Regions from separate parts of the Sus scrofa genome. Here region 1 is linked to region 2. The links are chromatin contacts, called in public HiChIP or PLAC-seq maps. All regions are on one chromosome and are shown on one strand. The core of a region is the stretch at or near the end of the contact, and the rest is flanking DNA. Distances in the headings are between cores, read along the strand shown. Region 1 has its middle 240 kb from the start of HIVEP2. Region 2 overlaps HIVEP2 (transcription factor HIVEP2).

Region 1 (7,014 bases), core at 2,072-4,571, 120 kb after region 2:
AACGAAATGATTTATATTCCAAAGTGGGACTACTTAGAGAGTGAAAGAGGGCACTATTAATAATTGCACAGGTCGACAGGGGTAAGCTTGGACTCTACGGGGCACAGTGGGACATATGGTCACCCTATTTATAGATGAAGATGCTGCTGAACTAGCATCAACAAAGCATGCCCCTGGGACTGTCCTTCCCTAACTGTGATGTGTACATGCTGAGCCAGTTACATCTGCTTACCAGTATATCCTTGTAACTGATAGGCTAGATGTGGGCAGGGTTGATTTGTGTCTGGGTTTTGATTTATAAAGGTGACTGAGTGATGACATAGAGAAGCTGATGCTATTGAAAGATTTTTCTTACTTGTAGTCATTTACAGGGAGGGGCTGACAGTTTCCCAGGGGGGCCATGGCATATCATCCAGGGCCACATGGGGAAGCACAGGGTTTGCTCAGAGGGCAGACACAAGATACAGGGGAAGGCATGGCCAGAGACTTTATCATGCTTTCTGAGGGGGAGGAAAGGCAGGGCAGGGAAGGGCAGGGGAACTGGTTAGGACTGGCTAGTTTGAATGGTGTCGATGGGCTCTGGGCTATATGGGTGGGCTCTCTCGTTGTCTGGTCCATGGCTCTGGGTGATTTAGGGCAGGGGAAATATTGGCTTGGTGTGTCAGTTAAAAGAGGGGGTTGGCTGTTTGGATCCGGAATTGATTAGAGTATTTGTGATGTAACATTTTGTGCCCTTACAAAATTTGTACCACAAGGGAGATGGAAATAGCTTGGGCCGTTGGTTCGGCCCAGTGATTAACGAATGCCACATAATAGATGAATCATTCCCTCTGAGAAACTCACTGCTTCAGTGGAGGCTGAAACCTCAAACTTCATACAACTAGCTTGAAGTGCTAATCCACACAATGAGTTGGCTCCTTCTCAGCTGAGGAACGATGGCCCCTCCAGGGCTTGGGAACACAGACAATAGGGCAGCACTGAGGGGAGGTGAAAATACATCTTTGAAACCAATGGTTCCAAGAAGACTCCTGTCCAGGTTTTGCAAGAAGATGTAAAAATTAAACACGTTTTACTTCATTTCAAGGAAAATGTTAGCAGATTGGCTTTATTTTAGGAATGGTGTGAATGTAAAGTTCTTTTTTTTTTTTTTTTTTTTGTGTGTGTGTGTGTGTGTGTGTGTGTGTCAGGGAGGAGCTTAGATGTGAACAGGTGACCCAAATTCAGTGCTGTCACTGGGGCGGTGAGGAAATGGGAGTCTGTCCAGTGAAGCCAAGAAGCTGTAACTCCACGAGTTCCTGGGTGACCCCAACCAAAAGGCTGCAGGGATGTTCACATGTGTCCTTTACAGCTGAGGACACCAAGAGATTGAGGGAGTGTCCTAAGTACTTCAGCTTTTAAGATGCAGAACTGATAATAGAATGCAGGTTTGTCCAACTTCCCCAGACTCAGCTGGGAGCTGCCCTGTAAGGGAAAACCGAGATCCTTTTTGCACAAAGCCTGCTTTCTCCTGGTTTAAACCAGGGTTTAAAACCTGTGACAAGTTTCCTAGGAATGGGTGGCCCCTCCTTAGGCTCCAGCAGGCAGCAGGCTTTCGCCTGCCTCCTAGCATGATGCCATTTATGGGTTTGGGCAAAATAACAGAATTGCAAAGCTTCAGACTCCCAGACTTCTTTTTTTTTTTTTTTCCTTTTTCCTCCACACTAAGCTTCCTGTTTCTATGGCAATGACTAGGATGTTTTGCACCAAGAAACACTTTAAATGCCACCGGGGGAAGGTAAGAACCCCACGTAGCTCTCTACAGAGCAGAAAGGTGAAATAAGATGCTAAGAAGAACTGAGGAAGTGGAAAAGCTGGAATAGGGGTGGAAGTGAGGGGGAGGTAAAGAAGCATGTGCTGGGAAGGAAACATAAAACCTAGGCAGCAACACAGCAGGCAAGAACTGGGACCCTCAGAGCGGCAGCCATTGGTCCAGGAGTAGCTGTGAACACTCAGAAATCCACGTGGACTTCATAAGAGCCAAAGGGTGGGGGTGTCAGGTAGACTTCCCCTGGAAGCGGAGTGGGGGCAGGGATTAAGGAGGCATCTCTAGACACACTCACTATACCAGACCAGCTGGAAGGTGGCTTCTTGTGTAACCTGTAAGGTAGGGAGATTCAAATAGCCTACCCTGGGCATGCTCACTGTGCACATGCTCGCTGGCAGAAGGCCACTGGAATCAAGCTAGCTCCTCTACTTAAGAGGGGAGATGAGAACCAAGATTTCCCATCAATCACTGATGCCCTGGGATAGACTCTGGAAGGCTCTGCAGTCTCCCTTTCCTTCACTGCCTTCTCTCATTGGTTGTTTGCATGGCATGGTCCACTCAGGCTTACAAGAAGGAGGATTTATAACAATGTAAAATACACAGGGTACAAAAGAACACCTGGAAAATTAAAGCGGCAATGAGGAAAAGTTTCTTTCCCTCTTCCTCTTGTTCGACTTTCCCCAACTGATACACAAAAGCATATGATGAAATCAGCATTCAGAAAAGAAACACCTTAGAACAATTTATATGTTCTCCTGGTAGAGCTAAAGGGGCATATCAAGTAGTTCTCACTTACGGTTTTACGAATTACTCCACTAGAGCCAAGCCAAATCCAATCAAACTCCATCTAGCTTGAAGTTCCTATTATATAAGGTTTTAAGGGCTATAAGCTGGAATTAAAGGCACAGTAACAGAAAGAGCCAATCAGAGGGAAGCCTCAAAATAGCCTGGTCCCTGTGGAAGGCCAAGGCAGATGTATTTGTCCAGCTGCTTGATGGAGAAGGCCCTGAGGCCTCTCACTCACTCACCAGAGGCCCGTAAAAGGCTCACCTACAGCTGCTTATGAAATTGGTTCCTTGTAAATGAAAGTCGACCGGGAGTCATATGGGCCAATGGCAGCTGGACAGGGAGGTCCCAGGTGCCAAAGGGAGCAGGAAGTGGCCAGGGGCCAGGGTAAACAACCGGGGGCAGAAGCTGAGGTGAGTATCTGTCCCAGGATAGCTCAGCGAGGTCCTGCTTTCCAAGGGTTTGGCCAGGGCCACCTGGTTTATTTTCAGTTAATCTGGGTATGCCCTCCTTGACTCCCTGAGCCTCACATTTGCATGTCTACTTTAAGAGACCCTAACAAGTACACATAATAAAATGTTAATTTATGCCTTCTGCTAGGGTTGGAATTGAGTGTGGCTTGATTCAACTGCAAAACAGAACAAATCTGGAAATTCTGGCAGGCAGAAGAGGAGGGCGGAGGGAGCACACGCTCCTCTGAGCTGTGGGAGGGAGGCTGAGAGAGACTGGAAACTTCCTGGCGTCAAGTTCCCTTCAGACCCCAGAAAGGACTGTCTACCGCAGTTGAACCCAGGTTCCTCCGCACAGCTGAGCGATGGCTTTTCTGTCCCCATAGCCCTGAGCCCTGACATTGCAATAGTGACAGCCCTGGGCACATAGTAAATATCAGGGAAATTGATTAATAATCCTGGGAATGTTCTGAAGTTGAAGCCTTCCTCTCATGTTTTGGAAATGGTCAGGTCTCTGCTTAGCTCTCTAAGAACTCCACACCCATCTCCACATTAAAGGAGAAAGCCAGCATACATACGATGGCCTGGGTTATTCTAAAAAGCCATCCCCGTGGGTCCCTGAATTCGGACCCTGGACCAGTGTGTATTGCCTCATGCAGTCTTCTGTGAACACCTCTTTCCATTCAGCTTTGCCAAGACCACCCCATCCTAGTGCCATTCCTGAGGCCGATACCCCTATGTGTCTGAAACTGGCCCTGCTGCTAGGGATAAGAAATCCCTTATATTTAATCCCTTCTTTCCCATCCTTATTAACAGCAAACTGATATTATTGCAGGATTAAAACACACCCATGGAATTCTGGACAGTCATGGTAAACACCTTTGGGAGGCCAGGACACTGTGGCGTCTGTACAACGGGAAGCTCAAGTAACTCCTCACCAGGAACCCCCAACCTCCATCAGAGATTGCGTCAGAGCTCCAAGCTGGACAATTATATTCTTTCTCTTAGGAATTTGGAATTAAGGGAAGCTAGTCAACATCTAAACTGGGCTCAGCCATGCATTTTGGAGCAGTGGTGGTCATCTGCAAGGAGAACTGGAACAAGTTAGTTTTGAGGGGAAAAGAAAACACAAATATGCAGAGTAAAACAGAGTCAAAAGAGGGCTGCTTACACTTCTTTCCAGCGGGTTCTGAAGATGACTTGGCATCTTTATAATAAATATCTGTATGTAGATTAGCCTAATTGCTTTCTGATACATGTAACCAAAAAGACTTTTAAAAAAGGACACTGGGAGTTCCCGTTGAGGCTCAGTGGCTTAAGAATCCAACTAGAATCCATGCCGATGAGGGTTTGATCCCTGGCCTTGTTCAGTGGGTTAAGGATCTGGTGCTGCCACAAGCTGTTGTGTAGGTCTCAGATGTGGCTGGGATCTGACGTTGCTGTGGCTGTGACATAGGCCGGCAGCTGCAGCTCTGATTTGACTCCTAGTCAGGGAACATCCATGTGCGGCAGGTGTGGCCCTACAAAGGCAAAAAAATAAAAAATAGAATTTAAAAGAAACTAGCAAGTTTCACCATAGACATCTGTGTCTTCGATCTGCTCTGCATTCCTAACCTAACCCTTTTTCATTGTGTCTGGACTCTATGACTCTACTCAAGGCATGACGCAGTTCTCATTTGCCTATGTCACCATGACAGGACCCCTTCTCTAGCTCTCTGTGCACACCCTGCACTGTTCTGCCTATCCATTCCACATGATTTCCCCCTGCCACTGCAACGTGTAGCTCTGCTTGTGTCTCATCACTTTCTTCACACTTGTCTGAACCTACTCCTCTGGTTTTCTTCCCCTGTTTCCACTGAGATTCCTTCCTAGGCTTAGAATGGTTCTCCCTGTCTTCCAGGTCATACAAATATATCTAGAGTGGATACTGGATGCTTTTGTCTTTTGTTTGTTCTGTTTTTTTGTTTGTTTGTTTGTTTTTGGCAAATGCAGGTGTTTCTACTTACTGACCTATGGAAACAGAAGTTATCATGTTGAAAAAATTGACTAAAGATGGGGCACAGCACCTATAGGCGCTTGGCTTTTGTGTGCTGGGCATGATATCTGATCCCTGCAAATATCTGGTAATTAAGAAATTGCCCAATTAAAAAAAATAGATCTAGACTCCTGAGGAAATGAATGAACTGGAGGTGTGGTTGCTTGTGTCCTTGGCTCATCCCCAGACGGCCAGATTCTCCTCTTCAGAGAAAGACTGGAGGGGTCTCCAGCCCCAGGGACGTTAACTGGGCAATGCTGGTATTCTCCTGGGAGTAAAGGGAGAACAGCTTTGGGGAGGAACACACAGTGTATAATACTTCATCTAACTTTTTTTTTTCTGTTTGATGTCAGCAAACTACATCCTGAAATCAAAATCCATGTTTTGGGGGGAAAGACCCACGAATGGCTGCTTAACATGGGAAGAAAATACAACCAAGAGGCTCCCAGAGACATCAGGTTCTTTTGCTCAGGGGCGCAACAGGTGAGGGGAAAGGCTCTGGTCACGCAGAGCACGGCTGAGGAACGGGTGTTTCAGGACCCTGAGCCATGAGTCTGGGTGGTCCAATATTCCACGTGGTATTTATGACAAGAAGCCTCAGGAAGCTAGTTGGGAATTTCCGGGTGTGTGCCACAGAAGCCTGCTCTGTGTCACAGGCGTGTCTATGTGGACCACTGTGATCCACCTGCATTTACTGACTGTCAGCTGGGTTACTGGTTAGCCCTGGTTTTTTTTTTTTTTTATATGTCTTGCTTCATCACATTTTTTTCTTCTTTGAGAAACACTCTTTGGTAATATCTGCAGGAATGGCAAAAGAAAAAGACCATTTTTATTGTGAAATAGAGCTGTCTCCTGCATATGCAACATAAGGGATGGTAGTAATTTTTTTAATGGTCTCACATATGGAAAAGGTCTCTCATTGCTTTACACTCTCCACTGGATTTCTCCTCTATTCCTTCTGGCTTCCTGTTGTTCCCTGCCAAAAAAATGTTTTTCTGTCATTCTTTGAAGCCATTTTAATTTTACTTTGGAGTAGGCTCCAATTTGCTGAAGTGTGGGGTTGCACGCTGATACAAATCATCATAATTTTTAAAGTTTGAAAGAAAGCCCTATGAGGAACAAAGGTTAAATAACTGTTTAAAGGATCCCACCAGGACGAAAACTTTTAGGAGGCAAAAAAGACTATGGTAACGTTATGTGTAACGCTGACAATTTATAGTCATTTCCAAAATGCATCTGTGAGTTGCCGGCTGCCAAAATGCTGAGGGCACCTTGTGTAAAAGCAGCGATAAACATTGTAGAGTCCGTAAATTAGCTCTACTAGAGCCTTTCTAAAAGACAACCCCAGAGAGTATTGGGTTCTACTGGAGAAAAGGGAAGTCTTCTTAACAGAATGAAAAACTCTATTTTCTACTTAGGTTTCAGGCCAAAGGTTAAGTGAGTAACTTATGGGGGAATCTAGAATCATTGCCGGATTTCTCATCTTCACACCATTAGCTTCTTCCTCTCTAGAAGTCTCTGCACATCATTAAATAAAAGAATTGAGCAGAGGAGTTCCTACTGTGGCTCAGCAGAAACGGATCTAATATCTGTGAGGACGCAGGTTTGATCCCTGGCCGCGCTCAGTGGGTTAAGGATCCGGTGTTGCTGTGAGCTGTGGTGCAGACATGGCTCGGATCCCGCGTTGCTGTGGCTGCGGAGTAGGTCCGCAGCTCCAGCTCCAGTTTCCTAACCTGGGAACCTCCATTTCAGCCTTGGGGGGGGAAATTGAGTATAGCAAAAATATATATATATATATTTTTAAAGTAGATTATAAAAGACTGTGGCTTTCTGAAATATTTGAAACCTGGGAATCTGATGAAAGAAGAGCGTGTGTGTCAAAGACTCTAGGCTGCCTAACCTGAAACAAGAAATTAGAAAAGTAGCAGTGTGGTAGGCTA
Region 2 (6,796 bases), core at 3,780-6,279:
AAGTTGGGAAAGCCAGTGGTTGAAAGGTCAGGAAACCATCAAAGTTCCTGCCCTGGAATCTCATAGAATTGTTTATAGACCCTGGACAAGTAACTCAAAACCCTCCCTTATTCCACCACCCATCCTTTTAATTTTTATATATAAATTGGATTCCCATATATATCTACAAAACTCCTAAAATCCTTTCTGTGTTTAACATAATAATCTGTGGTAGTCTAAGGAAGGGTGGAGACAAAAACCTGGTGGACTGCTTTCATGACAGTCTTGAAGGAGAGATGGTGAAAAGCTAAGCTTGGTTTGGACTTTAAAAAAAACAGCTTAGGCTTATGCTGTTGCCACCAATATTTGTGGGGCCTCCAGGGCAAGAGTTCAAATGGAGACCTGCATGCATTCTTCTTAACTTGATCAGTGATTGACTCTTTATTTATAAAAAGAATATGAAGTTGGAGGGATTTCATCTGACTCCTTGAAGTTGTGGATTTGGTGAGAATAATTTTCTGGCTCCTTTTTGTTCTTTTGAATAGTAATTAAATCCTCATTAAATAAAGAATTTGCAATGTCCTGTTAGTGAATTTTATGTGGGTCATGCTTGATAAAACTTTGCTTACTTTCATTGTTTCAAGCTTTAAACATTTAAGCAGATTGACTATTTTTAGATTTTTCTACTCCTCCCCCCACCCCCTTGGTCTATTGAGTTTCTGAACTCCAAAAACAGAAGCTACTTATACCAAGATTTTGACTTGTATTCATTTTCAAAGGCCTGAGAGGTATAAAAATAAAATGTTACTTGTATTCAGAGTATACAAAATATCACTCAACAGTGTAAATAAGAGTAAGTGAAAATTCAACAACTGAACTATTTTCAAAAAGTGATTTTTCTTGGAGTTCCCATTATGACACAGCAGAAATGAATCCAACTAGTATGCATGAGGATGTGGGTTCAGTCCCTGGCCTGTGCTCAGTGGGTCCAGGATCTGGCGTTGCCATGAGCTGTGGTATAGGTCAAAGACATATGGATCCTGCGTTGCTGTGACTGTGGCACAGGCTGGCAGCTATATTCGATCCCTAGCCTGGGAACTTCCATATGCCTCAGGTACAGCCATAAAAAGAAAAAAAAAAAGTTATTTTTCTTATTAAATATCCAAAATTACTTTAAAATGACAAGGCAAATCCCTATGATAATGGATGTGTAAAACATATAAAATCTAAATTATTTAAGCAAAGCTGAAGCATGTAAATATATTTTCTAGAAATGTCATTGTCTTCTTAAATGTTTTAATTGAAGTAAATCTATATACAGGTTTAGGATTCAGCGTTCTTTTAGTTGCTAATGTAAAGAATTAGTATCATGCCTTATGCACTTTACATCCTCACAAAGTTAAGTGTAAGAATTGTTTATGTGCAATATGTTCCTGAGGTACCATTTGCATTTTTTTCCAAATACTGCACAAATTTACTAATAATTCTATAATCACTGTTTGGAACACTAAGAGAAGCAAGAAGAGGGGTGCTTGGCATTACTCTACTTTGCTAAATAAGAATCTGTTGTTTTCATGCCACTCTAGAGAAATGACTGACCAGATACTCTTGTCTTAAGCATTAATGCTGCTTACATCTCCTCTGCTTTTGAAATGATGCCAAACTCTACACTCTGCAGTGTCACAACCCACAAGCCTTCAGGGCACTTGAAGTCAGTCACTTTTAGATTAGAGCAAAGAGACTGGGCACAAGATGTGGAAAAGCATTTCCTGGGGTCTAAACAGCTATGTAATCAAGAGCTGGGACATTTAGGGCTACAACTAGATGCCAGTGACAAGGGTGTCCATGTATCTGTCGATACATTTCTTTTGTGTATTTGAGGTATATGGGCTTTGCAAAGCATGGGACCCAAGGCAGGAACCCCTCCTGCCTGGAAGTCCGGGCTCTGCTGCTGTAGCTTACTCCTGAGGGGCACCATCTGCAGAGGCAGCAGAACAGTTCCTTCCTGAGGACACTAGGGGGAGCTGGCACAGGAAGGAAGAAACGGCAGATGGTGTTGTGACTGGCTGTCAGACTCCCTGTGGGCTCTTGTAAGTCCCCCTTGTTGGCATCCTAGAAATACTCGGTTGGGACTTTTCAAGGGGACTGGGGGTCTTGTATGAGCAGGTGGGGCTGGAACAGGAGCTGTGGTTAATTGGCGTTGATGCCACTTCATCTCTATATGCCTGTAGGCTGAGAGGGTCTGGGAGTGTTTGGGTAGCTCATTTCCAAGTCAATAAATACTCCCTTCACTTCCATGGGGATGAGGAGAGACACTTCTATCCCATAAATCTGTTTTTCTCCCACACATGGGAAAGGATAGGATTGATCCATTTCCTTTTGTGAATATTCTCTGTGGAGGAAGCTAGGGAAGCAATTTAGTCATTGATCCTAGATCATTGGAATTATAAAGGGAATTATTATTCACCTAAATTGAGGATCTTAACCACAAATGAATAGAATTCAGAGGGTCTGAGTATTTGGTTAAAAAAAATTAAAACTTTATTTTCATGAACATCTCAGCACACCCTCCATTATTGTAGGCAACAGATAACAGTAATTTTAGCAATGTCTGTGACTTTGTCACCAGTAGAAATCCCAGGTATTTTCATGTCATATAACTGTTGTGAATACTATCCCAAAGTATCTTTGTAATTATGATTACTCAACATTATGGTGGCTATTCTCCTTTGCTATATCTTGTTTCTACTTTTTAATAGAGTCGCATACATTCCTGTCAACAAATTTGTTTTAAAAATTTTTTTGAGGTGACTATTTCATTATAATTGGTATCCTTTATAACACTATGTGTTTGAGCTTAAAACATTATGCTAAGAAGGGATCCCCTGGCTTCATCAAACTCTCAAAGGGGTTCATGGTGACCGGAGGGTTGAGAAGTTCTGATCTAATTAAAATCTCCCATTTTACTGCAGAAAGTCAAGGCCTTGAAGAGGGTAGTGAGTTGCTTAAGGTCATCCAGCAGAACAGGGGTTAAAAGTGGTGTCCTTCCTGTTCTGTGTGGCTTCTTGGCACCTCAGTCCTGGTCTTGGTGTCAGGGGAATGAGGTCCTTTGTCTAACTCAGCAAACCCTTTTATGATGATGGAGGCCAAGTCAGCTTCCTTCTTTGTCCTTCCCTGGCCTGCGGTGCCCTTCCTCTCACCTCTCACCTCCAGGCCCACTGGTGGGGGTGGTGAGGTCTGGTCATCTCTACAGTGCTTGTCCCTGGGTCCCACATCATCACAAAGCGTGGGTCCTAAGTCACCTGAGGTGGCAACAGAAAGAGTAAAACATTGAATCCTGGTTGCTTGACCCCATTTAGTGGTGGTATTTCAGGCAATGTCGGTATCCCCATCCTAGCAGAGGAAATCTTTTCATCCCACCCGGTTGGCTTTCTTCTCCCACCCCCACGGGCTTTTTTAAGTTAATTAAGGAACTCCTGTTACATGGTTTCCTCCGTTTTAGACTAATGTCAGGCCGAAATGTCAACAGAGAAATAGAGTACTAATGTTTATACTGCACTTCTTAGTGCCATTTCTAAGCACCTTCTCTTACCAGTTCTAACAATATTATCATTACCCCTGTTTCACAGGCGAGAAATCTAAGGCACAGATAACTGAGGTTATTTATATGTCTATGTAGTGTCAGAGATGGGGTTCGAAAGAGGTGTCCTGGCTCTGGCGTCCGTGAGCTGGACCACTGTGCCACATGGCCAGTTACTATTTCAGTGTCTTACACTATTGTCCAGTCTCTGTTTTTCTTTGGTTTGGGATTGGACTAGGAACCTGCATATCTAGGATGAAGGGAGCCTTTGAATTATTTTAGTGCAATACTAGAGGAACTCTTTCCAGTCTCAGAGCTGTCTCTGAAAGGTACTGTGTCATTTGGTTCAAAATCTGTGCAGCTTTAATCTCCTGCTTCTATGTATTCAGGCAATCTGGTGAAGGAAAAACACATTCATACCCCCAAAAGTTTAGTAGTGCTGCAAAATACTTGATTTGGATTGACTCTGTCTCCAATTCAGGGACATTGACAGTGCTTTGATCTTTGCTGTTGAAGTCATCTCATCAGCAACACTGGCAAATACATCTTTGAAAATTTAAAATTCAGAAAATTATATCTGAATTCCTGTGTTTTGAAAAAAAAATGCTAGTATTTCTCTTCTTGAACACTAGTTGATGTTTTGGCAACTAGTTAAACGTCTGCAAATCCAAGGGCTGGCTGAGAAGCTAAGCTTGCTGTAACCAGTTATCCCCAGATGGCCAGACTCTGTTGCATACCACTTTATAGATGCTCACTGGTTACATACTTGGGGTTATGAGGTGTACTGTTCCACTGGTTTTGCCAGCCATGCACAACACATTATTTGATAGGTTGAGACAGATGGTGTAGCTCAAGCTAAAATGAGGGAGAAAAGAAAGTGAAAAAATAGAAAAAGGGCACTTGATTTTCTAACTCACATTTCGGAAGTGAATTTTAGCTTCTATGATTGACTAATAAATGCAGTGTTGCCCTAAGACTTGAATTCATTAGCGTCTGTTTAAACAGATATAAGTGAGTAATCGGCAGGAAGCAATCTTTTCCCTCATGGATGCTGTGCCAGATTTTATGGGGTCTCCTCCAGATTTGAAAATGTTGGGCCACTGGAAGTGTCAAAAATAGATCTGGGTTTTTCAGACGAAGACATACCACCATCAGTACCAATCAAAACAGAAAAATCCCAAATTTTATTTTTAAACTGGAAAAAAAAATATGTATATATAGCCTGGTGAAGCAGTGGTGATAAGGACAATTAATCAGTTTTCATGCAGCTGCTTCCTGACATTTCTGCAAATTGTTGTGGAAAAATTAATGAAGGTTAGATCAGTAATGGTTTCAAGCTTGGCCAGTGGAAAGTATGACAGTGTTTCCATCAGCAATTAAGCTGGGCTGCTTTCTTTTTTCTATAGGGGAAGTGGTATGATGTGTGTTCTCCACAGGAAATGGAAAGGGCAGTTGAGCTGTGTGAGCACAGGTATGGGAGGAGCGCGCTGGGGCTGCTCCAGCAGGCTGGCCCGGACGGGCACCATGGCCCATGTGCATCTTTTGCAAAAAGGATTTCTCTCTACCACCCGGAGACATCATCCCTTAAAAAAGAGAGTGAGAATTGCGAGACTTTCTTGCGCTGCCGTTTCAGAAACACACAGAGGCTCTGAATCTAAACTTTGGGAACCAGAAAGTGGAACTTATGACAAACAGAAAGTGAAACTCACCTATCTAATTTTATTTTTCAAGCCAAAGGTAGTTCAGTACAGGCCCAGTTCACATCCTGTGTAACCCTATGGGATTTTCCCCAGTATTAGTTAAAAATTTTCCCATAGGGTCACACAGGATGTGAATTAAAGTAAACACTTAACAAGCATGATGAAAAGGAAATTAGCTTTCTAAATGATCCTTTCACTGTTAACATCCTGAGTACTTATTAGAAACATGGGAAAGGGTCACTTCACTGTGTCATTATCAAGTTGGTACATTATGAGTATATTAACACTCCTTCCTACTTCATATGAAATGTAGTTCTTCACATATGAAACTAGATTTTACCTATTTGGTGAGCTCTTAGGAAAATGTCAAAAAGCCCGGCAAAACACTCTGTAAATCAATAATTCTTAGCCTTTTGTGGGGAAGGGTTCACAGACCTCTTTAGGACTCGGATAGAAATTTTTGACCCTTTCTCCCAGAAAAAAAAAAACAAACGCATTTTACATGCAGTTTTTAAAGGTTCACAGATCTCTTAAGTGACCTTGGACCTTAGGCATTTTTTCTTGGACTAGGTTTTTAAAGCTTTTGATGGACAGATAGGACATTAGAATGAAAATATTAATTCAGTTTAAGTAAAGATGTTATAAGAGGCCTTTTTTAAAGAAACTTTAGCAATAATAATTCTTTCCCTTTTCCACCTGGAAAATACTTCCTTGTCAATGGAAGGGAGCTTGTACAGTGGACAGAACATACAAAGCTGGCATTGAAGCTGGCTCTGTGACATTTTAGCAAGTGACTTTTGGGGCCCTGCCTCAATTTCATCACTTTAAAATGCTGGCAGGGGATAAGATGTCGCTTGTGTGTCTGGCAAATCATCCATGCTCTATATATCTCCCTTTCATTCTCTTCTTTCCTTCCTTCTTTGAGATGTAGCTTCAATGTCACTTTCTTACGCATCTTTTGGCAATTTCTCTTTGCAGGTTTTTTTGTTTTTTGTTTTTTTCACTTTCCCTGCAGTGTTCCTCTACTGCTTTGCAAATTCCTTTACTCTTAAAGTTGTGTTGTCATGCATTGGTTACTAAAGGTGTGCGTTCGGAGGCTCTTGTATCGTATCAGTGATGTTTTATTTCCCTTGGTGCGTGCTGTACCCAGCATAGTGTTTAAGACGCATAAGCATTTCCTGTTTGTTAAATTAATAGTGATAGTATCATGCTTATTAGAAACCAAATAATTTGGACTTGGGCTTGTAATTGTAATTTTATCGTGTTTATGTGACCACTCATCATCTCAGAAGAGCAATGCATATAGCTGCAGTAAAATTTAGTGAGAGAACACAGCCTCAAACTGAAAGTATGTATTTGGCTACATCCGGAGTATATTCTAAATCAGAGCCACAGTATTTTGGCTAGAGATTTCAGTCAGGTTAGTCACCAAGGAATTGGGGAAAATAAGTGCTGTTACATTACTAAAATGTTATGTATCTATACATTATCTGACTCTCAGAAGAAAATGTGGGCTCCCAAAGCCTTGGTGTATATT

What was found. HiChIP or PLAC-seq counts read pairs in DNA pulled down with a chosen protein or histone mark.
Region 1: an H3K27ac HiChIP or PLAC-seq map of skeletal muscle shows a contact between it and region 2. The contact joins two enhancer-like sites. A contact is called at or near these places in 7 of 47 Hi-C or Micro-C datasets (blood, embryonic fibroblasts, fibroblasts and 1 more) and 2 of 2 datasets of contacts at active chromatin or transcription factors (alveolar macrophages and skeletal muscle).

What each region holds. Positions count from the first base shown.
Region 1 is chr1:22,481,515-22,488,528 of Sscrofa11.1, forward strand. No RefSeq gene overlaps it. Among named protein-coding and RNA genes, the nearest start is that of HIVEP2, 240 kb to the left of the region's middle. Within about 2 kb of position 3,322, at least 21 of the 83 cell types and tissues checked have an H3K27ac peak or open chromatin away from gene starts, as enhancers often do. A contact at or near this core is called in skeletal muscle, where this site is marked.
Region 2 is chr1:22,364,537-22,371,332 of Sscrofa11.1, forward strand. All of the region lies in intron 2 of HIVEP2 (transcription factor HIVEP2), which reads left to right. Among named protein-coding and RNA genes, the nearest start is that of HIVEP2, 130 kb to the left of the region's middle. Within about 2 kb of position 5,030, at least 37 of the 83 cell types and tissues checked have an H3K27ac peak or open chromatin away from gene starts, as enhancers often do. A contact at or near this core is called in skeletal muscle, where this site is marked.